2 separate regions of the Triticum aestivum genome follow, and region 2 is linked to region 1. A link is a contact called in public HiCAR-type data. All regions are on one chromosome and are shown on one strand. Each heading gives the region's core, a stretch centred on a gene start, on an enhancer-like site or on the middle of the called end of the contact. The rest is flanking DNA. Distances are from core to core; before and after follow the strand shown.

Evidence for each region. HiCAR-type assays count read pairs that join an accessible place to other places.
Region 2: a contact with region 1 is called in a HiCAR-type map of leaf, with 4 times the contacts expected there. The contact joins the promoter of LOC100271911 here to the promoter of LOC123143489 in region 1. A contact is called at or near these places in 1 of 5 Hi-C or Micro-C datasets (leaf) and 1 of 1 datasets of contacts at active chromatin or transcription factors (leaf).

Annotation. Positions count from the first base shown.
Region 1 is chr6D:55,643,503-55,649,974 of IWGSC CS RefSeq v2.1, forward strand. LOC123143489 (AT-hook motif nuclear-localized protein 2) reads left to right here and starts at 3,222. Exons shown (of 5, transcript XM_044562424.1): 1 at 3,222-4,027; 2 at 5,189-5,256; 3 at 5,361-5,492. The coding sequence starts at 3,487.
Region 2 is chr6D:55,720,249-55,726,720 of IWGSC CS RefSeq v2.1, forward strand. LOC100271911 (BAX inhibitor 1) reads left to right here and starts at 3,693. Exons shown (of 6, transcript XM_044562425.1): 1 at 3,693-4,064. The coding sequence starts at 3,957.

The DNA of each region.
Region 1 (6,472 bases), core at 1,972-4,471:
TTGGATCGTGAAGACGTTCGACTACATCAACCGCGTTACTAAACCCTTCCGCTTTCAGTCTATGAGGGTACGTGGACATACTCTCCCCGCTCGTTGCTATGCTTCTCCTAGATAGATCTTGCGTGATCGTAGGAATTTTTTTGAAATACTACGTTCCCCAACAATAGTTCCCACTGTAAAATATAGGTGTGAATGATGTATTACAGTACTATTACTTCTGAGTCAAACCAGAACTAAAGCTTTATATTTTATTGTTTACATAGATCACACAAATCTACATTTTTGTATTAAACAAGAAGCCACAAGCTTGTCATATATATCATATTCGTACCAGTCAAAATATGTTCCCTGATATAATAACAATTCAGTCAAATTATTGTGTCTCCAAAATAGAATATATATTGTATGATGTGCTGATTAATAATATAGTACGGCGGCCACCATGAAATGGACCCAGATGCATGTGAATACTTTGGAAGATAATCAAGTAGCTGCTTCTACACTCTTCTGTAATGCATAAACTAGTAGCACACGTTATCAACTACTAATTAATAGTACACATATAATAACATATTTAAATGTCATTTACTTGTATAACTTTGTATCCAAGTATGATTTATTTTTCTCAAAAAGGTAAAGGGTACAAGACTGCTCTTTGCTTGAACAACTTTTAATTTTACAGAGGCCAATTTGGCGAGTTTCTTTGTGAACTTTGCACAAATCATATATTCAAACTGTAGTACCTCACAAAAAATTTAGGAGTTTGACCTGAAATCCCATGGTCGTACAGGAAAAACTCCCTCTAAGAATCCAGCTCAGAGTTGACTTGGAGTTGACCATATTGTACCGGTGACATGTTTTTAGGTAAAGCGCACAGTGGCATATTAGTGGGTAAGATTCAGCTAAATTTCTCTCCTTGTTCATACCATGGTACTATTTAATTAGGGTACTAGAACAGTTGAAAGTTTGTGTGTGGGTTGAAGCATGGTCTTCATAGGATAATCTAGTGCCATGCCACTTGCGTTAAAGCTGGTTTGGCATGCACTGATCTTTCCTTGGCCAAAGTTCATTTTGTATATTATTAATTCCAAGGTGTTATCATCGATCTAGGCTAGAATAATAACACCCATCATCATATCCAACTGCCTCGATGATTCATCTCTCTAGTTAAAACCAAGTACTAATTGACTTAATCAATTAATTAGCTAGTCGATAACATTGATCAGATTAATCTGGATAGGTAAAATGGAACAGATCCATCTTGCAGTTGCAAAGATATTTTTAATGTATTTTCAATAGTCTATATCTAATATTTTTCATATTGATCTATATAGGTTGTTCAGTGGGTGGGCGAGAGGCCCTTTTCCACTAAGTACTCAATTAAAAATCCGTGGAATTTTTAGATTGAAAAATAAAGCTATACTTTTGCTTTCCATCCACCACCTATACATTTATTAATTATAATGTTCTCATCGCGAAGGGGGTTATAAAATTGTCCATGAAAAAGAAATGACCATATAAAAATGCTCTTTTACAAAAGACACCTGAAAGTTTCTACAAGTTCAGATCATACATGCCGTTTGGTTTTCATTGGGACGGAATGGCATACAGAGTGGCAACCCAAATCGTTCTTATCCATAGGCTACCACTTGAGTTAGATTAAAATATACATGAAATATTCTGAACCTAACTATGGGCTGCATCTATCACATGCCCAACCCTATTGTGCTTTGTACAAGTTCTATAAATTTGACAAACATTTTTTAAATATTGTTTCCAGTGGTGAACAAAAGGTAGATGGATTGTGTAGCAAAAGAAAATCTGCAAGAGACCCGGCCAGCCGTTTGCAAAATTCAAACCAGCCAAATGAGATGGTTAGGAACTTAGGTCCGTGATGAATGTTGGATTTTTGAATTTCCGCAGAAATTGAGTTGGCTTCATGAATCTTTATCGTAACTAAACATATATGGAACCACAAGCCACTGATTACCTCGAATTCTCGAGTAACTATCATACATTAGCATTTCTGATAAAGTTATTCCTCTACACACAATCACCTTTATACATGACTTAGATTATTTTTAATTCCATGCATTTTTTTAATGTAATTACCCCATTGTCAAGCATAATTCCAATCCTTTTTACCTAACAACCCATTTACAAAATATTTAGGGAAATCACAGGGAGATGGTTTGCATATTTTTCATCAAAGTGCTTTTGTGATACTACATATTAGAAACAGCCGGCATTTTTAGAAAAATATCAGTAAGTAAGCAATTTTAATAAATTTGTCCTATGGTAACTGATTTTTTTTTTACTTTTAGACATATATGTAGTTGTGAAAACAATGACAGTTTCAATACAAACCACATATATGACCCAGTTAGAAACATAATAGTAACCCTGCACTTGCAAAGCATGGTTCACTAACCAAATTTTAACACTAAAAGTGATTTCTTTAGAATTTCAAAGTACATTTTTCTTATTTGTATAGTTTTTTCTCTTGAATACTGATGTGGAAGAAGAAAATGATAAGATACATCATTTTGTGCACTTGCCCACATTAAATTCTCCAAACCAAACATATATAGATATAGCACCATCCTAACTTGTGCTTTTATATCAATATAGATAACTTAGCAAAAATACATATTAATTTATATAACGTCAAATGGAGAAAAGTTATCAAAACCAAGTATGTATAATTTTCTAAAATAGATTGATGGTGTGTAAAATCCAAAGCAGAATAGAGATACATTTGTGTGTGCACACAAATGACAATTAAAATGCCCCCCGCAAAAAAAAGGGACAATTAAAGTGGGCAGCATTCAAAAACTCTCCCTCACCTGTCTCCAATTCCTCACAATTCAGATGACCAAACCACAAAAAAGCGCCCCAAAAACATAAACAAATCCCCAGTCACACCGCATATTTCGAAATTAGCACCACCAAGATTAAACAATTGCCCCTAGACTAAAACAAAACAAAAGAAAACAATTAAATAATGAACCCCCACCACCATCATTTTCCCCTCCCTATTAATTAACCGGTTCACCAACCCAAAAAAATACAGAAAGAATCATATAATATTTTAAAATATTCCACCCATTTGCAATAAATGTTTCCTTTGTTTAGATTATCAGTTTAATTTTGTATTTATTAAAAAAACCAATTCCATCTCTTTTATTTCCTCTCTGCATTTCTTTCTTTGCCATCTCTTTCTGTCTGTGTTCGTTTCCTTCTTCCTTCTCTCTCTATCCCCTGTCTCTCTCCTGCTCTTGAGTGCCTCGCCGGCCGGCCGGATCGCCGGAGAAGTACACCGGTTGGTTTCTGGAACTCAGGTTTGGACGTCGGAGTTGGGGCTTTTGGTTCGAGTTTGCTTCTCCTCCCGCCGCTGCTTTGATCGTGGTGCTCGTGTGGAGAACCGGAGAGTGGTCTCTGTCTGATGGTCGAGGCGTCCCGGCGAGGAGGAAAGTAGCGCTTGGCATGGAGACAGCGATGGAGACCTCACCGCCGGTGCCAGAGACCAAGAAGGAGCCGGCGCCGCCCGCGGCCGCGCAGCCTGCGCCAGAGACCAAGAAGGGGCCGACGCAGCCTGCGCCAGAGACCAAGAAGGAGCCGACGCCGCCGGCTCCTGCTCCTTCTCCTCCTCCTCCTGCGCCGGCGGCGGCGGTGGTGGCAGCAGCGAGAGGGGACGGGAAGCGGAAGAGGGGGCGGCCGAGGAAGTACGGGCCGGACGGTGGCCTGCTGCGGCCGCTGAACGCGACGCCGATCTCGGCGTCGGTGCCGGACGACTCCGGCGGGGGGCACTACACGCCCGCGTCCGCCGTGGGGGCCGCCATGAAGCGGGGCAGGGGCCGGCCCGTGGGGTTCATCAGCCGCGCGGCGCCCGTGGTGGCGATGCCGATGACGGCCGCCACGCCGACCCCCGCGGTGGTCGTCTCCACGCCGCCGCCCCCCGCGCCCATGTCCTCATCCGTCGCCGCCGCCGCCGCCGCCCCGACGCAGCAGCTCGTGCCGCCCCTAGGTACCGGAACCCCTCTCACTTCCTCACTTATCCATCATCATCATACAGAGTTGTGAGTCGTACTGCTCCTAACAAATTTCCGAGAAAATCTCCGTAATTTCGTGCGATCTTCGTCCGTCTCAAATCGGAATCCAAGGCCGCAGCATTTTACAATGATTGATCGATTATTTTAGTTCAGATTAGATGGACATATCCGGGGCTTGGGTGGGTGGTGTCATGTGGTGATGGCTGAGAGAGACAGCCAGGACCAAGAGGAAGAGACCGAGGGACAGGGACCATCTGGTCTTAGTCTTAGGTAGGTCTAGGTGAACTGAAAGACCCAAGCACCTTTCAGATGCTCTGTTTGCCCCTAAGAGCGACGCCGAACCAAACACGCGCCTAACTTGGCCAAATCTTGCCAAACAAAATCGCGCGAAATCACGGGGAATCATCGAGACTGACTGACTATGCTGAAGTAGTTATGCAACACTTGTGAACTAGTAGTATGCAAGTTGTTATGACAAGTGTATATCCAAGTGTACCTGTCCAGCAACTCTGTTTTCAGTGGTGCAGAACTTAGGTGTGGAGCATTTGTGTGCCACTGTCTGGAGCTGTATGTTAAAAGTGAAGAAGTGCCCTTTGATTTCAGGGCCTGTATATTTACTTGTAGTTGTAGAAATAACTCGTATGACTAGTTATATCCATCGGACTACTTGGTTTGCAGATGAGTAGGTGTTGTCTGAATATAATTTTTGGTAATGGATTTTGCTGCAAAGGCAATGGTTTGAATGGCATATAAGGTGCCTCTTCTAAGCATCTTGTTTCAGAGAAAACTATATGTGAAGTTGCTTCCGGTGCTTTTCTGAAAGTGGTCACCAATACATTTTTTCTAGGAGAGTTAGTGTAAGAGGAAAACACTAGTCTGGGTGCATTGATCGAATATAATTGTTGCTACATCGCAAAAAAAGAAAAAGAACTGAACTGTTGCTTCTATGGTGATGGCTGTTGATTGTTCGTAATAACTATACATTATTCAAGGACCTAACATCTGATCAAAATTTGTTGAAGACATTGTTATTCCACCTCATGCTTATAAACATTAATGCTTGTTGAATATTCAAAATGCACAATCTCCTGAAGATTATCTACCTTTATCCTGAGAGGCTCTGTATTCATGAACAGGTGATGTGGTAGGGTGTGCTTCTGGCGCAAATTTTACACCTCATATCTTGAATGTTGCTACCGGTGAGGTATGATACCATGAAACCCCATTACCTTGAATTTAGCTCTATCTGAATTTCATATACAATTTTTCATGCCATGACTAGTTACTCTCTTTGTTTTGTTGTATCAGGATATTAATATGAAGGTTATATCTTTCTCCCAACAAGGTCCAAGGGCGATCTGCATTCTGTCTGCTAATGGTGTGATTTCGAATGTTACGTTGCGTCAGCATGATTCTTTAGGTGGTACGGTGACTTACGAGGTTTGTTGTCTTTTCTCTGCAAACCAATGATATTCCTGTATTCGGTTCCTTGCCTTTCAAAAGTTCAATGAATGATGTGTGAATATGCACATTGTGAGTACCAGTTCTGAAACTGTGGTAGTTGTGGTAGAAAATTGGTTAAGTTTGGGAATTTTCCAAAAAGCATAAGGCTATGCTGAGCAGAAGTGTGCAGCCACTTCGAAAGCTGGTGAAAACTAAGAAACAGAGAGGTAGAAAATGAAGAAAACGGTTGCAATCAAAACCACACCAAATCGAAATATATGTACTGCCACGCCACCATGTTTTGCCGAGTCTTGTACTAAGTCATGATCAGGAATTTTCCATAATGCAAAACTACTTTTATCATATCCATGATGAATGGCAGATGCAGGAAATGTAATGGAAACTAGTAGCAGGTCACGCTGAGGAAGTTGCATGGAATTTATGTGCACAAGTGTTGGAAAATATATAAACTCTGTGTCCTTCAAATTTCCAACAACTGATGTGTGCACATCACTAGTTCAATCATTTGATAAACATCTAGCCCGTCAAATTTCCGATGACTGACGTGTGTGTTTGCACACTGTGAGGGCCAATTCTGATACTGTAGTACCCTGGTGCGAATTTGTCTAGTTTTGAGAAATTTCTCAGAAGTGGTTGGCCACCTGTACAATAGGCGCAAATAAAAAGGGTGAAAAAAGGGAGATTTTTTCGATCAACAGGAGAAAAAGGGTGTAGCAACTGAAACCACATGAAAGCGAAATGAGTGTGCCGCCGCCATTGTTTGATTTAGTACTTAGGCAAGTCACTGTCAGGAATTTTCCATGATCCAGAACTACATTTGTCTTCTCCAAGATGAACCGTAAATGCCTCGAAATTTTGTGGAAAGTGGGAACTGATAGTAGGTCACTCTGAAGAAGTTGCATAGAATTTATGTGCGTATTTTCCATAAGCATCTCAGTCGTACCTGGTCAATACTT
Region 2 (6,472 bases), core at 2,443-4,942, 77 kb after region 1:
TCATAGCGAATTTTCCATGACTCAATGTTTATATAAATATTTTTTTGTTATTTTCAATAAGGTGATCGTACAACTTTGGTGCATACTCCCTCTTAAGAGTTACTCCTAGGCATGATGTGCGAAGTGAATGCCAGGTTCCTTGTGGTGGAACTTGTGAAGTTCTATATTTTGCATTGATGCTCATACTTTCGATTTACTTTACAACTTTAAGGTTTGATTCCTTCAGTTGTATAAGCGCTGACATGACGGTTGCCAACCAAGTGTGCACGGCTAGCTAGGGCTCAGTCTCAATGCTATAGATTCCACATACTACTTTCTTCATCCTGAATTACTTGTCGCATAAATGAATGTATTTAAACATATTTTTAGTTCTAGATACATCTACTTCTATCCATTTCTACAAGGTGGAGGGAATATTATTTTATGTTCTCTCTGGGTAAGGTGCATGCTTTAAAACGATGGATCGATCGATGGGAACAGGCTGCCAATAATTCAAGAGCATATCCACACTCCTCCCGACACTTGGAAGGAAAAGCACACTGAGGAAGTGCACATCTATCTTCTATCCCTATAGCCGACGGCTGCTAAATTTGCTGAATGCCAATGTGCTGGCAGACGACATGCATGACGATCACAACCCTGACACATACAATACTATCCATGGTGATGCCGGTGACGATCGGGCGGTAGAATCTGCCGTATATATAGTTTCTTGCGAAGTACCACATAGACGCAGACATGCATGTATGCACCCCTGCTGATGGGGATGGACGATGCACTGCCGAGAGCTCATTTTTTTTCAAAAAACTTTCGATCTAATCTTCAAACATGGCAGTACAATGAATATCAGAAATAATAAAAATTGCATCCAGATCCATAGACCATCTAGCGACGACTACAGGCACTGAAGCGAGCCGAAGGTGCGCCGCTGTCATCGCCCCTGCATCGTCGGAGTCGGTCACAACTTTTGTAGTAGACAGTCGGAAAGTCGTCGTGCTAAGGCCCCATAGGACCAATGCACCAGAATAGCAACCGCTGCCGATAAAGAATAACGTAGATCGGAAGGATCCAACCCAAAGACACACGAACGTAGACGAAAAACGACGAGATCCGAGCAAATCCACCAAAGATAGATCCGTCGGAGGCACACCTTCACACGCCCAAACGCACCGCCGGAACGTGGGCTAGGCGGGAAGACCTTTATTCCATCTTCAGAGAGCCGTCGTCGTCTCGCCTTTCTGAGTAAAACACAAACCCTAACAAAACTGAAAAAAAGACTAAAATCGAAGCCCTCCCACCGGCCTTTGTCAGAATCCACCGTGCCCACATGGCCCCTAGGGCCACCAGAGACGAGGCGGACTTGCCGCGGCGTCAGCAAGAGGCGGGGTCCCTAGCCTTTTTGGAGGAGGAGGCGGCTATTCTCTTGCCCCTGCACCTCCGTTATTTGAAAGGAGAAGGAGAGCTCATTTTCACCTTGATGAAATTAGTAGTACAGGAAAAGAGACAAGCCTATAGATAGTTTGGTTTCTATATCTGCACGCGCCAAGTTCTCCATACTCCCGGTGTCATGTATTTCACTGACTTTGATTCCGATTAGTTGACTTTTCGATAAGGGATGAAACTTTTATACTTCCTTTGTCATAAAATTACAACTTTATACTAAGGTTAGTATAAAGTTGAGATACTTATTTTAGGACAGAGGGAGTATAAAGGAAAGGAAACGAGAGCGAGCGAGCGAGATTACAGCTATTGAGTAATCAAGATCAGAATTTATTTATGTCACGACTTTAGCTAGTTCAAGACACACAAGTGCGTATTATTTCTTGCTCGATCCAGACATTGCTTGCGTACTCAAACTAGCCAGAGAGTTCGTCCAAAAGAAAATCTTACGAGTTTTTCTTTTCTTTTTTCACGGTAGAAAATCTTAGATACTAGTAGTACGAGTTAAAATTACAAAGCTGTCACCCAAGCCGGTGAGGGAATTAATTCCAACTGGCCCCACCGTACATGGTCCCACGGTGTCCCACTGCACGGCGGGGTCCAAGCTTCTGGAAGAGACGGAAAGCGCCAGGCATTGCTCGAGCAAGTTCGACGCCGCGGCCAAGCTTTCATCAGAAAAAAAAAAAGGTTCGACGCCCCAGCGACCAGCCGGCCCCGCTCTGCCGCGAAGCTTCCCGCACGTACGTGAGGACGTCTACCGTATTCCCGCCACGTGGCGCGACCGGATTGGTCATGCATCGAGAGTTCGCGTCATCCGGCACCGATCCGTCGCCGTCGGCCCCGGGATAAGGTGGTGGTGGTGTGACGTTCGTGCGGCCCAAGGCTACGGGGAACGTACGTAGTTACGTGCACGTACGTGTGGACGCTCGGCGTGATCCATTTGCCGAGCGATCAGGATATGACATGGTCAGCTCTGGGTCGGCCATTCTTCTTGATCAAGATGTGTGCGTTGTCTTCCTTGGTCAACCCAATGGCCTGGAGGAGCATGCTAATTTTCTTTCCAGAACCATATGGTTTGAAGGGCTTAGTTGACATTTTTACAGGGTGACATTTACAGAAGGTAGAGGCTGGAGTATGTACTTGCCTTCTTGTATTTGTTCAAAATTATAAAACAAAACGAAGTGACCGCAGTCCGAAGTGTGTAGTACAGCCCTAAATGGGATGTTGTTAATGCACTAGGACGTAGTTCAACCGTGTTTTGAAGAGATATGAGTAATGAAGGTAATTTTCAAAGTTACTTATATTTGGCATTTAATTTTAAAATTTAGACAATACAATGAAAAGCAACCAATAAAAGAATTACATCAAGAATCATATTGCTCGCCTTTTTATTCATTGTGTACGTTGCCCCCTCTAAAGCTTGAAAATTACGCTGAACCGACTTCAAGAAAAAGGGACACTTGCAAGCACTGTTGACATACATAGGTTTTGATGACAATACCCGCTTCAGCTAGAAACGAGATTTAGTAACTGCTGAAGGAACATCAGCTGAGGCATCACCCCACACGACATAGACTTGAAATGCTTTACCACCAGATCAGGGTCGGAGGACACATGGATTTTTCTTTTTTGAAGAAAAAAGGTTGAAATCGCTACACCGACTACCAACTAACCGCTTCTCTTAATTAACACACCGGCTCCCAAGATCCAAAGAGAGGCAACATATCTCTTTTTTTCAGAGAAAAGAGGGCCGAACAAATTTGACAACACCGATCCTATTTTCAGCAGCATAAGATTAGACATCCTCAAGGTCGAGAGGCCTTATCTCAAAACATTATCACCATGTCCACCACCGCGTCGTCGATTTCACCTCAAGAACAAGTTATTGCCACCACCTTGCGGGTACATTGCTAGAAACTGAAGCTAATGAAAACGGATTTTTTTGATTCATTTCAAGCTTTTTCAGCGATGTTGGTTGGGTAGGAGGGGACGTTGCCGTCGACTACTACTGCGCATATGGTGACTTCGTCAAGCTAAAGATGTGGTGCATGTGGCTCGGTATTTCGGAGATGCCCAGGGTTTTCACGTGAAACACCGCCCCTGCTTCCGGTTACGTGATGGAAAAAAACAGGACGCGACGGCCGGAAGCTTCTGGCGCCCTCGCGACGGACCGGGCAACCCAGACACAAGTTCGAGACAAGTACCGCACCGGTACCACGCCGCTTCCTCCCTCTCTTTTCCTTCCACGCGAATCAACCAACAAAATCGTCCACGCGTGCGTCGCAGCACCGCATCCCCCAGCAGGCCACCACCACCCTATATATCCCTCCCCCTCCGCGTCACACCCCTTCCATCCCATCACCGGTTTCGAAATCCATCCATCCATCCATCCTAAGCAGCGGAAGAAGAAGAAAAGAAAAGGAGAAAAATCCACGCGAAAGCACAAGCACAGGACAGGGAGGAACAACCTTGCGTGCGAGGCGAGGCCGCTCCGATTCGACAGACGCGCAGGGAAGATGGACGCCTTCTACTCGACCTCGTCGGCGGCGGCGAGCGGCTGGGGCTACGACTCCCTCAAGAACTTCCGCGAGATCTCCCCCGCCGTGCAGTCCCACCTCAAGCTCGTACGCGCCCCCCTCCCCCTCTTCTCTCCCTCCGATGCGGGTAAATTTGGGGAAAACTTTCGGTCCGTACGTGGTTATAGGGTTTCGCGCACGGGGTGCGACGACGGATTTTTGTGCGGGTCGTCGATTTGGGCGGCGGGTTCCCCGGGAGGGGAATCGGTCGGCGCGGCTGCAATGCTGCCGGCGCTGGATGGTTCGTTCCCCGCCGATTCGGCGGTTTGGAGCTCGATTTCGCGCCGGATTTAGGTTTCCCCGGCTGGATTATCAGCATTAGGGTCGATCTCGTTGGTTAGCTGCGGCCTGGGGAGCTGCTGGCTCAATCGCGTTCGCTTGGAGATCCCAAGCGCCAATTCTGCCGCTCTGTTCAGAAATTTCGGGGAATGCTACCTGATGACGGGGTAGGCGTTGATTTCCCTAGTATACGCTAGGTAGTTGCCTGTGTATACGCTATGCTACTGTCAAACGTAGAATCGTAATGAACCATGGCCACGAACTGGATGCTTTTTTTTTCATCATTCATTATGCATAATTATGAGCACTTCTCTTTGATTTCCTTCCCTTTTTTTTCCTCTCTTGAGTTACGCATGGCAGGTAGTAGTAATTTCCGTTTATGTCGTTATCAGATCGGATATGGATGTTTAATGGTCGGGGTCACCTAATTCTGCCTGAACTGAATCCGTTCGTGTCACAATTATGACTACCAGTTACTTTTCCCTTGCTTTTTCCTCGTTTCTTCAACCAACAGTTGTAGGAGTACTAGTCATGCAACAATTTCGGTTTTACACGTTCGTACCAAGCGTCCTTGTCATAATGGATATGATATCGTTGGCTTGGGAAATTCTTGTGCTGTTAATCCTGTCGTTTCCTCTAGCACTCCATTCAGAAAATTCAACTGATGTGCTGTTAATCCTGTCGTTTCCTCTAGCACTCCATTCAGAAAATTCCACTGGTGCTACAAAATTCGACAGATGCTACTTGACTGGGCATAGTTTTGGCTGTAGATTTGTTTATTCTAGCTAGTTGCCGTGGATGCGTGTCTGAACCCTTGCCAGAAACTGCATGCTTGCATGTCGTAGTTAAGTTTTCCCTTCCCCTATTTCATGAATGAGGTGCTCTAGTTAACAATTTCCTGCTATTTCCTGAATTTCGGGAACTGCCAGTACATATGTAGTTCTAGGGTTTCGCGCACGCGACGCGACTGTGAATTTTTGTGCGGGTCGTTGATCTGTGCGGGTTCCCTGGGAGGGGATTCGTTCGGCGCGGTTGCAATGTTGTCGGTGCTGTGCTGTTTGTTAGTGCTGGATGGTTCGTTCCCCGCCGATTTGGTGGTTTGGAGCTCCATCTTGCGCCGGATTGTGTCCCCCCGCTTGATTATTAGCTTTAGGGTCGATCTCGTTGGTTGGTTGGTTAGCTGGGGCCTTTGGGAGTTGCTGACCTGCTGTGGTGATTAGTCTTGGAGATTATTACACCAGGTGCCAATTCTGCCGCTCTGTACAGAAAATTCGGGGAATGCTACCTGACGACGGGTCACAGTTTGTGCAGCGTACGCCTATGAAATGTAGAATCATAATGCACTGGACGCTTTTCATCATGCCATATAATTATTAGCAGTTCTCTCTGATTTCCTTTCCTTTTTTCCCCTCACGAGTTACGGTTGGCAAGTAAACCTAAAATATGCATCACTGATCACGTAAACGATCCAGAGAAAACCCATCGCATGGTTCTAGAGTGGTCTGATCCCCCATATCTGCCCCGCTCTCTCTGATTTGTTTCTCGCGATGGACTAGGGCCTCACCTCCTTTTCAGCCGTTCCAACCAGCATGGATAGCTTTTCTTCACCAAAGAAGAGGTACAAAGCGAAGGCTCGAGGACGATTCAGTGTCAAAAAAGATAAAATTATGAGGCAGATTTCAAGACAACATCTACAGTATACGGCAAAAAAAATACCTTCAGAAAAAATACAAGAAGCCGACAAGGCCGAATGAAAATCCAACTTGTGCCTGGCTGACGATTTACTTCTTGTCTTTCTTCTGAAGATATTTTTTTGCCGTCTGCTGTACATGTTGTCTTGGAGATCTGCTTCGGAATTTTATCTTTTTTTACGCTCAGTCGTCGTCGAGCCTTCTTCTCTGTGGACCTCTTTGCCAAAGAAGAGCTATGGCTGGTTGGAACGGCTGCAAAGGACAAATCAGCCTTAAACACACGAGTACATACAAATAAGCATGCAGCAAAAGAATGGCAAAACAAAAATCATAACATAGATTGATCCATCGATGATGAAAAGAGGCGATTCCATGCGGCGGCGGCTCGCTCCTGCAAGCTCTTGTTGTGTGATGTGAACAAAAAGAGAGAGAGAGAGCGTGGCAGATATGGGCACCGGTAGGGATCAGACCACTCTAGAACCGCGC